2 separate regions of the Zea mays genome follow, and region 2 is linked to region 1. A link is a contact called in public Hi-C data. All regions are on one chromosome and are shown on one strand. Each heading gives the region's core, a stretch centred on a gene start, on an enhancer-like site or on the middle of the called end of the contact. The rest is flanking DNA. Distances are from core to core; before and after follow the strand shown. Region 1 overlaps LOC100281785. Region 2 holds the start of LOC103654608 (Lipase-like PAD4).

Region 1 (6,746 bases), core at 2,475-4,974:
TGTGTGGATTTCGTTAATTGAAGGTATAAACATGAAAATTCAGTCTGGAGGGATGATAGCCAGACACCTTTTTCAGTATGCCTACAACTAGTAAGTAGTGCTTCAGGGCCGAATAAGCAAAGAAGCTTAATCTCATGCATGCTTACATTTGCAAATATAATGAAATGAATGCCCATTTGCCAACAGCAAACTTGCCAATATGAGGAAAGGGCTGAAACAGCATGAAGCATCACCGTTTTTCGACAAGATAGTTTTCAGCAAAGTGTGTACAGTGTTGGAACTCTTTATGTTTTTTTATTTTATTTTATTTGCAAACTACAAAGCTCTGAATTATTGCTGGTACAGATAAAGGAAGGGCTTGGAGGGCGTATACGTCTCATGATAGCTGGAGCAGCACCTTTGCCAGGGCAAATCGAAGAATTCATGCGGGTAACCACCTGCAGCGTTGTAGTACAAGGATATGGTAAGAACTTCAGACGCATTTCACCATGACCCACTGCAGTCGTTATGGTCTTATGGACAAAATGTACAACCAACAGTTCGTCTGTTGAAATTAGTACCGGATTTGTTAAACCACATAAGGTCCTATTCGGTTGTCTAGGATTAGACTGGAAATCGTTTCAGCGGATCAAAGTTTATATAAATTAGTGAACCAATCTGGCTAGGATTTGTTCGGGCCACCCAATCCATGAAAACCAAACAGGCCTAAGGGCCTTATTCGGTTAGGAGTATATTAAAGAAGATAGGAGTGAATTAAATCTTTTGCTAGTCAAAATAAAAAGGGATTTAATCCCCGTCAACCCATTCGATCTCTATCCGCGTGATTGGATGCCCCGTCGCGTGCGTTCAGGCCCTCCGCGTTCTGTTGATCACACTTAGCCAGTGTTTGGTGGGCTGTATGCATGGAGACGAGCTTGCACGTATTGATGCAACTCAGCGGCTTTTTAGTGTGTCAGTTTGTACGCGTGGAGATATGGAGGACGGAGGATCCCAGCGCATCCAGGCTGCCGCAAGCCTTGCGCCCACGAGCTAGATGTCCAATCACGCGATATGTGTTGGCGCCGATCTGACGCCAAACACTTGAACAAACCACCTGGCGGTGCTCTCTACGGACGCACGGATGGTCCGCGACACAGGGCCGGATGGTCCACGGTGGCGCAGAGGTTTTTTTCTCTGTGAAGAACCCTAGAACTCAGCCTGGGAGAGATCCCATCGAGGTGGAGAGTTCCAAAGCATTGCTCCGGGTTGGCAGGCAGCTCGGTGCGCCTCTGATCGGCGTAGAGTCGAAGAGAGATTACTGTGTAAGACTAAACTAGATCTAAACATGAGGCTACTAGATTACTCCTACTCCTAAGAATTGGAAGAACGATGCAAATAAGGTAAAATTGATAAGTAGATTTGATTGGATCGATTATGAGGGTTTAATCGGCCGTAACCCTTCGTTTATATAAAGGGAGGTATCCTAACTAATTCTACACATGCGCGGAGCGCGGATCGTCTACCCCGTCACCGCGGACCGTCCACCTGCCCATTTTAGAGCTCAACACTATGCAACCGATCAAGGCCTAACAAAATTCTACTATTCTACCTCCAGTCTGCTCCTTTCCTGGGAACGACCTTGAGGTCTGACTTGTCATATTGATACGCAGGGCTCACTGAGAGTTGTGCAGGATGCTTCACGTCAATCGCCAACATTTTCTCAATGATTGGAACAGTCGGCCCTCCTGTCACAACAATAGAAGCACGGCTGGAGTCGGTCCCTGAAATGGGCTACGACGCACTGTCAGACACGCCCCGGGGCGAGATCTGCTTGAGGGGCCACACCATGTTCTCCGGGTACTACAAGCGCCCTAGCCTCACTGAAGAAGTGTTCTCAGATGGCTGGTTCCATACAGGTGAAAGAATAAAAAAAATCATTTCTCACTTCTTTTAATTTGCACCTAACTGAAGGATCAGTCAGTGAAGCAGCTGGTCGATTCGTGGAACTTGTCATCACCCTATGTGTGCAGGTGATATCGGGGAGTGGCAATCCAATGGCACGATGAAGATCATCGACAGAAAGAAGAACATCTTCAAGCTGTCCCAGGGGGAGTATGTGGCAGTTGAGGTCCTGGAAAGAGCATACCTGCAGTCACCCCTTGTGGCATCGGTACGCCGACAACACCCTAAACCAAAATTGTTTTCATGCTCCGATTTGGCTTACCTAGAGGATGGCCGCTCCTACCTACGTACGAATCTGCAGGTCTGGGTCTACGGGAACAGCTTCGAGTCGTTCCTCGTTGCCGTGGCTGTCCCTGAGAGGCAGGCTCTCGAGGAATGGGCAGCAGCCAACAGCAAGGCCGGCGACTTTGCAGAGCTGTGCGCTGATCCCAAGGCGAGGACCTACGTTCGGGATCAGCTGAACCAAACTGGGAAGAAACTTGGGGTAAGTCGAGCAAGCGATTGACTGCATCAAATTTATTTCCATGGTTCCTGCACAGTTATTCATCGGAATAACAGTAAATTTCAATCCTTTTTCGTGGATACAATATAGTTGAGAGGCTTCGAGATGCTGAAAGCAGTCTACCTGGAGCCGGTGCCTTTCAGCATCGAGAAGGACCTCGTCACTCCAACCTTTAAGCTCAAGAGACCCCAGCTGCTCAAGTATTACAAGGTCTGATGGAACCATGCAGAATTATTCACACAAAAGTTTTTACAATGTCGTCGCGATGATTTCTTTAAGTAAAACGGAAAATTTTGTAGTTTCATTTTATTCAAATTTGTCGTAGGATCGGGTCGACCAAATGTACAAGGATGCCAAGGAGGGGAGAGCTGCGCCATGAGCCCATGACGGCATTGCCAATTTGCCACGAGTGGCTATGATCCTGAGCATTGTGATTCCTCGAAAGCGTGTACATATTGATTATCACAATTTGTAAGTTTAAGGCATGTGTGTTCTATGCCAAAATGTCAGCAGAAAATGAATTGGCTAAGAAGCTCGTGAATCGTGATAGCTTACATTAATAAATTTATTAAGCTAGTCCATTACCTTCACACACTCCTTACTTTTTTGTTTTTGTTTGGTTTGTGGAATAGAAGATGAGTTTATCCATCACTACCCTTTTTCTCATAGATACCACTATTTCTTATAGATAGTTAGTTAGTACTAATATGAGAAATGAGATCATCCCACCAAATTTAAGGATCATATTGGATAGAGTGATTCCTAAAAACAAACACCCTTTACAGTCTCGCTCGACACCTGAACGGCCGAACTTGCCATAATTTTTTTCTTCGTTATATAGAAAACTACTTTGGTGTTGTATATGGGAACTTGAACTATTATTAGTAGCATATATTCAGCGTTATTACATGACCGACTTTACTTTTCATGGAACATACAACGACAAATACCAATTCTGTGGGCTCAGTAATTCTTGTTATTTCAGCCTCTCATAGTTTGGCAGCAGATCCCTTCCTTGCCAAGCTTTTTCCATGTAACAACAAAAGCACGTACATCTGATGTAGATCGTACATCTTGTCACTGAGGCAGCTGGAATTTAATAAGCAACCCTGCATGCTTTCTTGGACAACAGGACAAGCCAGAGGCCCAGCATATAAACACCAAATCTTAGTCCAAAATAAAATGATATTGGCTAAAAACCATGTTCGTAGCCTAATTGTTTGCTGAACAGATCTTTCGAACATAGGCCGGCCCACATAGACCACTGTTGCCAGCCACTGTACACAGATGGGTACTCTGCGTAGAGGTTGTCAAGTCGCTGTCCAGCATGTTAAGTCGTTATTAGATGAGTCCAAATAGCTCAATCCTGAAAGATCTGATAGGCTGGAAGGAATCTCCCCAGAAAGCAGGTTGTTTGAGAGGTCCAGTGAGAAAAGTGACTTTATGGCCGTGAAGCCATTGCATGCAAGTCAATGAAAAAAGCTCTAGGACCTAATACTCAGGTCAGTTCCACCTTGCCCATGCTGTCAGATTCACTCTAACAACCAGAGAAATGTGACAAGGCCTAATGGTGCAGCTGATGATGACAAAGAGAATGGAAGGCCAGGACGTCAAGTGAAGCCCAACAGCCGCGTCAGTGGGCCGAATCGGTCAGGTTAGCTGCCTGTCCTTTTCTTTTTCGTTGAGTTTTGGCCGCTGTGTTCTTGGGGTTAAGAAATACGTTACCACGGTCCACGGATCACCAGATCCGCTCCCTTTCCTCCGTCAGCAGTAGAGGCGCGAGAAACTGTAGAGGACCCGTCTCCCTTCCCAGAAGCACGACAGAGGAATGCACGAGACACGAGATGTAGGGTTGGGCTTCTGGCCTATTTCTCTTCTCTATCTATTATGAGGGGTATACAGATTTCTTATATAGAGATGTGAGACCCCTCAAGGGTAAATCAGTATTTGCCCACATAACCCTAATTAGGGTTTCTTAACACTCCCCCTTGGCAAATACCGTGACGAACACATGTCTCGTTAAAACTCCCAAAAACCCAGTGGGAAAAATATGGAGAAAGAGTGTATGGTGACGCATATTGCATTTGCACTTTATTACCTCATTAAGAACCTCATGTGAGAAACTTTAGGAAAACTCACCAAGGGAAAAAGAGTACAACATCTGTCATCGGGACAGATTTCGATCCTCTGGGATCTAGATTTTATTGAATCTTCTACAAGGGATAACTTTAGAAATGTGCTCTCCCTGATCCTTACAAAACTGTCTTAGTAAGGCAAAATACCTTCTTCAGGAAGTATATGCAGTTGTGCACATAGAGATTTAGCAAATAGATTGCATATTATTGTAAGGATTATATCAAGAACATCACCTCTACTCACTTCTAGGATATACGAGGTAAGTGCACGTATCAACATAAATAAGTCACTTTGACTGGTGGTGTTCGATCGGCTGAATCTACATATTTGATAGAAACTTTCATAAAGGTTCACATATTGATCATCAAGCTGGCGCCTTCAGGGCATAGAATATGACATTTAGTGTCCCACGACTGTGATCAATATAAGCATTCACTCCCCCTAACGGTGACATCTGTCAAAGTCGTTATCCCTCATAACTTCAACATATTCTTCAAGATATATGACTCATTGTTTATCTGGAATAACGAGAACAAATGAAGTTGGGGTGCTATCTTTTTCTATCTTAAACCACAATTTATACACAATTGTGCAAAGCAAGTAACATGCCCTTGTATAGGACTTAGGGATAATGTAGTTGCAATAGTACACACTTCAGATATGAATCATCGCTCTAGGCATCCGTTCATTGCAACTTCTATGATGGCGTAACAAAAGTCCATCAAAGATCGTAATCCATCAGAGATTCTTCATCGATCAGATACATCATTATAGTCTGTCATTTTGGCACAATAGAGATATTTTGCCAATAACACCTAAACCTTATAGGTTTCAGCCATCGAGGCTTTGGAGGATATCATAATTCCACATCTAGTGGAAAATAGCATGAGTAAAACTCGTGGAATGCATATGTGCTTATTCGGTGAACTTCAAGTCCATTGGTACGTCATCCTATTTCTTTTCGGGTCTGTATGGGTTTTTATCCCTTTATAGGGGTGAAAGGGAAATGTGCCCTTGGGCCATTTCTATAAATGTTTTGGTGATTAGATGACCAACACAAATTACTTTGGTTCATAAGTGCTAAGTGGTTGAAAGATGCAAATCAAAGAATCAAGGTATGTCTCCGGCCTTAGTAAATTGTTTTTGGATACTAACATATTTCTCTAAGTGCTAGGAATCTTGCCCAATCAAAAGAAATTGGATTGGAGATATTTGGCATGAGTTTAGCCAAACATGTACCAGCCTGGGGTGCACCGGACTGTCCGGTGTGCACCGGACAGTGCCTAGTGCCCATGCTGCCCCCCGGCGCCAAACTCTTCGCTCTCGGGAATTCACCGAGAGCGTAGCGGCTAAAATTCACCGAACTGTCCGGTGAGCACCAGACTGTCCAGTGAGCCAACAACGCCCACGGCCAACGGTCGGCAACATGATCAACAGGTGACATGTGGCCAAGCCAACGGTCACTTGGTCGCACCGGACAATGTCCAGTGCACCAAGGGGACCGAAGGTCCAACGGTCGGCTTCGCTAGAAAAGAAAGGAGATCGGTCACCGGACAAGCACTGTTCATGTCCGTTGGTGCACCGGACTGTCCGGTGCACCACCCGACAGAAGGCAAGAATTGCCTTCCAAATGGAACTCCAACGGCTCCTAGCTGCCTTAGGGCTATAAAAGGGACCCCTAGGCGCATGGAGCACTATACCAAGCATCTATTGAACATTCTAAGACGCCTAGACTTTGCCACCACGCACTTGGATCATCGTGTTTGAGATTTGAGCACTGTTTGAGTTGTAAACTCCCTGCGCTGTGTTTTGTGCTCACGTCTTGACTTGTGTGCGTGTGTTTGCTGCGATTCTTGTGTGTTTCTTTCCCTCCCTTACTCTTGTGCTTTGTGGTGTGATCAACTTTGTAAGGGTGAGACGCTCCAACTTGTGGATGTTCCTCACAAATGGGAAAACTACTATAAGGAAGAAACCGTGGTATTCAAGTGGATCATTGGATCACTTGAAAGGGGTTGAGTGCAACCCTCGTCCATTGGGACGCCACAACGTGGAAGTAGGCAAGTGTTATACTTGGCCGAACCATGGGTTAAAATCACCGTGTCTCTTGCGTCGCTCTTTTGTGTGATTGGTTTCCTGTTGGGCCTATGCTTCGTCGCCGAAGGTCTTA
Region 2 (6,746 bases), core at 2,067-4,566, 790 kb after region 1:
GAGTACTCCAGTGATGAATTCACTAGACTTCGATGACCCACGTGCCAAGGGGCTTGCACGCAGACGACCCACGCGCACCAGCGAACACCAACGCACCTCCTTGCGACCCACACGACGGCGGCTACGAGGAAACGACGCGGTGGCTACGTCCTCTCTCTCTCTCCTCTCGCTTTCTCTCTAATGTCGCCGATGGCAATGACCTGTAGGATTCTTGGAGCCAGGGTTTTAAAGACTAGAAGCGCAGGATTCGTGCTATCATCCAGGTGACGCAGAGGGTTATGTCCTCGATTTACGTGCACGCCACGAGTGGCCCACGGTGGTTTGTTACGGATCGGCTTTGGGAAGGAGACGGCTGATAGCACGGCCCCACATTTCAGCATCAAATTGATCGCACGCGGACAACTGAGTGGTCACTGACAGGGTGGGCCCACGGGTGCGGTCAACCCGGCTGCAGGAGTTGGGTCGCGCGGGAGGGGTTGTCATGGTGAAATGGGTCGCGCAGGGGCTGTTGCCCCAGGCAAGGTAAGACAAATTTTCTTTTCTTTTCTTTTTTTCTTTTTTTCTTTTTTTCTTTTTTCATTCTTTTCTTTTCTATTTCAAATTTTAATTTGATTCAAGTTTACCTCAAATTTCGAAAATGCATCAAACCAGGGTTTCAACTTGTTTTTGCAGAAATATCTCATTTATTTTTACTGTATTTATTTATTCATTAATATTTTGAACCACATAGTTAATGAAAGGAATATCCCACTTGTTTTAACACACATGAGAAATCTTCTTGTTATTATCTATCTAAATCATATGTTTTGTGGACACAACTATTATTACATAATTTTATACTAAAGGATAGTTTTATCTCAACCTATCTAGAGAATATCTCCAATTATTTTATCCAAAAGAAGAGTTTAACACATAATTCTTCTATATATAATCCAATCCATGTACAATTTAATTTCTAAGTATCTTTTATTTTAGTCTTTTATTTAGACAATATATATTCATTTTGGGATATTTTTAATTATTAATGTTATAAATTCTAAAGTAGAATTTTGGGTGTTACACCCCTCTGATGAAAGTAGGGCTTTGTGTATCCCGAACCCTGATAAATCGCTTGTGTCAACTCGCATCGCTATCTAGGTCGGGGCACGCGACATCATTTCACTAGTTGGTTAGTACCACGAGTCTAAACACCGACACCGACACTGTTATAAATTAGTATTGATTTGTAGGGATGACTAAATAGAGGTGATTAGATTATTTATTTTTATAGGGGCTTTCTAGCTCCTACAACTTTTATGTTGCAGTAAAGAATACTTCTTTATTTTGAACAAATTTACTCACGTCGCTCCTCGTGTATGTGTTTGATCGTGTGTGTATATATATATATATATACAAAGTAGTACATTTCGAGAGCCTAAAATTATCCCACATATAGAAAACGACATTTAGAGCTAGTTTGAGAACTACGTTTTTCCAAAGGATTCTTATTTTTATAAGGGAAAATAAACTAATTTTTTTTAGAAAAATGAAAATCTCGTGGAAAATTGGGTTCCCAAACTAGCCCTTAATTTTGGCAGGCAGGGACATGTAAAGAATCTTTTTCGAGTATGTGTTCACACGCGCCGCGCCATGCCTGCGTGACCCGAAACCGGTTGGCATATATTTTAGGTAGAACGCGTCCTTACCGCGCAGAGGACAAGTTAAAGAATAGCAAGACAAGTACGTATGGGCAGTGTATGCAGTGAAGTAGAGATTTTGACCACACATTAAATAAAGAGATATATTAATATATTCATAGCACATGGATAAAGTATGCCTTTACAACTTGAGAATTTTACAGAAAGACGCCCAAAAGCTGAGACCCTCATCAGATCGGATGATCGGATCGGAACTAGATCTCCTCACATCAGGTGATCGGGACTAGATCTGTCTCCTCCCTGTTTCTAGCAGGAGCATAAGTAAAAAAAATAATCTGAAAGGTTAAAAATACTTAACAGGGAATTGCAAATGGTCGTCTTTGCCAATTTGCAGTGCAGTCTAAGACATGATGCCACTAATATTTGCCACCACTATGAAGTCAATTAGCACGCACGCTAAGATTAGCATAGACGCACACACAAAGAAGGTACACCGTATCAGAGGATAGAAAAGTAATCAGCAGAAAGGCCAGGTTCATATGCAAATAGCACAATATCTTCGTTTTTTCAGTTATTTAAACATTTGAATTATTCCTGAATTAGCATTTTAATAAAAGAATCATTTGTAGCTTGAAAATAACTGAACTTCTACAATCTAATATTCGAAGCTGAATACACCTTGTAATCATACAATTTACAAAGTTTTTTTTTGTAGAAAGTAGTAAACTCCCAATACTAACAGTTGTTCAAACATCTAAATACTAAAATATTGTAACACCCAAAATCATAGTTTAGTAATTTAGAAAATTCTCCAAAAGATATGAGATAAAATGTCTTCTCATAATGATTCTCTTCCTTTATAATGTATCTCTCTTTAAAGTAAATAAATAATAATGGTAAGAGTTTGGTAGTTCAAAATTTAGATCAAACTCTTGAAACAAAAAATTACGTTGAAACCGAGACAATAAACAAAAAGAAAAAATTTTAAATCTATTTATTATCCCTATGGTAAACTATATAGTTCAAACACTGTTTAAAAATATCTTTAACTAAAATAATTCTATAGTTCATGGTGAAGATTATGTATTAACTTCTACTAAGCTAAATAAGAAGAATTTCAAATTATTGGTTTGAGTAAAATAATTCTTTTATGATCTACATATTAAAACGACATTTACCAAAGTGAACAAAGCAGTTGATATATCAAAATATATATGACATAGCATGCTGAGTTATTTGTTTGTGCATCTAGATTTCAAATTTGGAATTCAAAACTTGGTTTTGAATTGAAATTAAAATAGAAAACTGAAATGAAATAGGAAATAAAAAGAAAAGAGAGATCACCTGCTTCCTGGCCGAGTCCCACATTCTCACCTCAACTCCGCTTATATCCCAAAGCAAGACTGGTTGCTGGCGTCGACACATGGGACCCTTCGGCCAGCCGCTCAGCCTCGCTCCTTCGCCCGTAGTAACCGGCATGTGGACCCACCTTGCGCTCTCTTAATCGTGTGATGTCATCTCCAAGTGGGCCCCGTTCGTCAAGCCCCTCTCTCCCCTTTGTAACAAACTCACCGTTGGAACCAGGAGCCGTTGCAACCACCGCGTCCAACCGCATCCACCTCGGATCGGGACCGGGGTATAAGTACCTTGGTCCCTGCACCAAATCAGCCATGAGCCACGTGGAGCTGTGTTGGCGCCGGCATTGGGCGATCGATGAAAGCAAAGGGAGGAGAAGAAGAGAGCATCGTTGCCACCGTCAATCCGCCCTGTGTGTGATCCCCCAAGCTCGATGGGTGGTACTTGGGCGCCCCAGGTTTCCGCCGCACATGTTGGTGGCTTCGCCAGGTGAGAACCATGACCGGGGAACCGACAATTGCTCATCGGAGCAATCCGCCTCTGTGGCGTCGCTCGCAACCGTGGGCAGGAGCATCGGCGCTGACAACAGAGGTGAGAAACCATCTTTGTAGTTCGCGTTGCCCTCCTTCTCGTGTAGCACCAGTTCGTTTCGAATTTCGAGCACTAGGAGCCGCTCAGGATTGTTGCCGGCCATGGCGGCGCCCCGTCAGGCCAGCCCACCGCCATGTCTGAGCGTGGTCATGGGGTGGGAGTGCTAGAGCCGTTGGTCCATAAACGATTGGACGATATTAAGGGGGTGTTTGGTTTCAAGGGACTAATGTTTAGTCCCTTCATTTTATTCTATTTTAGTATATAAATTGTCAAATATAGAAATTAAAATAGAGTTTTAGTTTCCATATTTAGCAATTTTGGAACTAAAATGGAATAAAATGTAGGGACTAAAAATTAGTCCCTAGAAACCAAACACCCCCTAAATCGATTGGGTACGGCTCGGGCATTGGATTGAGACCGTTATATCGCGATCGAAGGTATTAAATTGGTTTTGGGCTTCATAAAATCGCGGTTTTAGGGGGTGTTTGGTTTCTAGGGACTAATTTTTAGTTCCTCTATTTTATTCCATTTTAGTCCTTAAAATTACTAAATATAGAAACTAAAACTCTATTTTAGTTTCCCTATTTAACAATTTATGAACTAAAATAAAATAAAGTGGAGGGACTAAAGTTTAGTCCCTATAAACCAAACACCTCTTTAGACCATTGACCCAACCACCAAAATTGTGTACCGATTTCACATAGATTTGATCTCATTTGGGCCGTCCAGTGGGAGATTAGGTGGATAGGATGGCCCAATACCCTTTCAACTGATCAAGTATTCAAAAGAGACCCTAAAGAATTTAGAAATTAAACCCATCGTCCCCCTCCTATGAGAAACTCTTACAATAGGGTCCCTGGTTTTTATATAACCATCCCTTGAGGTTATTTTTAGCATAAAAATTAATAATAAATCACCCCAAAACTTATTTGGTTCATAACTTCTTCGTTTTAGATCTGATTCAGTCGATTCCAGTTACATTAGCTTCGTAATAATAATGTCTACATTTTCGTAACATTTTTTTGTTAGGTAACATGTTCTCAAAACTAGATATTTGTTTAACCTATGCTAGTAGATTAACATGTCTAATCAAAGTTAATCTATTATAAGATGCCTAAATTATGATTGCTAATCAAGTTATCACTTAGATTATAACTGAACTAGTTATCTCTTCGTAATATTTTTATCACATGAGTTATATTAATTAACATATATTTTTACTATTTTATCACCTAAAACTTTAGAAAACCATATTTTTTTAACAATAACTTTGATTTTAGTAGTTCTCGAACCTACGATCTCATAGCGACGCGTAGAATATTCCTACGCAGTTTGTTCTCATGTTTGGTGTAATGTTATTTTTATGTACTCCTTGTCTACTTGTATGTATTGCTACGAGTAGCAGCGAGTGACGAGAAACCCGAAGACCAACATGGTGAAACACCTAAATATTGCAAGTATAAGGCAAGTTGTGCGCTTGATCACTCTTCTTTACCTAATAATGTTCCTGTTAATCACTGTGACACGCTCAGGTTATTTTGATGGGACCTAATAGGTTGCCCTAGTTCTGGTTACCCCACACCATGCAAACAAATGAATTATTGGGTAGTTTGGCTATTTCTCTACCTGGTTTTGGGATTAATGGTATATCTGAATTATGATCATGTACCATTAATACTGTTGGTTTCATTATTGTGCATGATAAGATTATTTTGTAGGTATCTATATGCTTGAATGCTTGTTCTTATGATACTTGTTTGATTTGGTTCTTTGATCGCATGTGATGGATCGTGGAGTAATGTCCATAATGGCACCTAAGTATATAAATACATAAAAATATGATTAAAAGAAAACAAATCCATCTAAATAGACCCATCTCATCTTAAAAGATTCTATCTCATCTTATCCTAACCACTTTGCTTATCCCATCCTTGATTGATAACAATGATCTAATCAAATTAATTATATTTTATCTAATCTAATTTTAGTCATACCAACACAATTAAATAAGATCTAACACTTTTCTTGTCTCATCCTAGAGTAACAACAATGACCTAATCCAAATTAAGTAGATCTTATCTAGTCTAAACTAGTCATACTAATCTAATCTAGATACCATCTAATCTAAATATAATCTAATGTGAGTTACCTAACATATTAGTTAATACTGGTGGAATAGATTAGAACCCTACTCCTATAACACATGTTTAACCTAAATTGGTTCCTTAGACCAAGTCGGCCATGCACAACAACCTAATCTACATGTTGGGTTGCGTAACCTACCTAGCCCAACCTAGAAGCAAAACAACTACACCCCACTCTACCTAATCTCATTTATCTTAAGCCACCTACTAAGCCATGTGCTCTACCAACTACGCTATTTGGTTACCTACAAATCTGCCTTAACTACATGTCCATAACTCGGATGGTAACACCAAAGTCTGGAGAAGGAAACACCAAAAACGAAGGTCTCCAACCTCGATGAAGACACCAAGACTCTAGAAGAAATAAATCATCCTTGTCAACAAAGGATAAGAGTCAGACCAGATCTTCAGATACATCAGGATTCACCATCCAGAATGGAGTCATTCTTTGCCTAAAATCCTTTTTTACAACCACCTTCCTTTACTCAAACCATCTCTCATCATGCCTAATAGGTGGTTGGGCTTAAGAAAAAAATATAATACTCATGTTTCCCTAATCACCTCCTAATCAATATAATACTCTTCATTTTTTGACCAATTAGAAACTAAAAGCTAAATTACAAACCAATATTTTTATAGTTTTTACTAATCTCGAGGATGAGATTACTTTTAAGGGGTAGAATTTGTAACACCCAAAATCATAGTATAGTAATTTAGATAATTCTTCAAAAGATTTGAGATAAAATGTCTTCTAATAATAATTCCCTTCCTTTATAATGTATATCTCTCTAAAGTAAATAAATAATAATGGTAAAAGTTTGGTAGTTCAAAATTTAGATCAAACTCTTGAAACAAAAATTTACTTCGAAACCGAGACAATTAACAAAAAGAAAAACTTTTAAATCTATTTATTATCCATTTGGTAAACTATATATAACAACAAGACACATCCATGGCTGGAAAGCCGAGAAACCAACAGGACTAAAGTTCACAGACCAGCCTGACCGAAGCTCTTAGA

Evidence for each region. A called contact is a pair of places that touch in the nucleus more often than the background predicts.
Region 2: a contact with region 1 is called in a Hi-C map of tassel, with 2.2 times the contacts expected there. The contact joins the promoter of LOC103654608 here to the enhancer-like site in region 1. A contact is called at or near these places in 2 of 25 Hi-C or Micro-C datasets (ear and tassel).

The regions. Positions count from the first base shown.
Region 1 is chr4:217,715,952-217,722,697 of Zm-B73-REFERENCE-NAM-5.0, forward strand. It overlaps LOC100281785, which reads left to right. Exons shown (of 19, transcript NM_001154705.3): 12 at 24-90; 13 at 187-262; 14 at 346-463; 15 at 1,650-1,895; 16 at 2,010-2,149; 17 at 2,243-2,425; 18 at 2,534-2,653; 19 at 2,769-3,093. The coding sequence ends at 2,822. Among protein-coding and RNA genes, the nearest start is that of LOC100281785, 8.6 kb to the left of the region's middle. Within about 2 kb of position 3,725, at least 16 of the 20 cell types and tissues checked have an H3K27ac peak or open chromatin away from gene starts, as enhancers often do. A contact at or near this core is called in ear and tassel, where this site is marked.
Region 2 is chr4:218,511,208-218,517,953 of Zm-B73-REFERENCE-NAM-5.0, forward strand. It overlaps LOC103654608 (Lipase-like PAD4), which reads left to right and starts at 3,317. Exons shown (of 5, transcript XM_008681454.4): 1 at 3,317-3,584.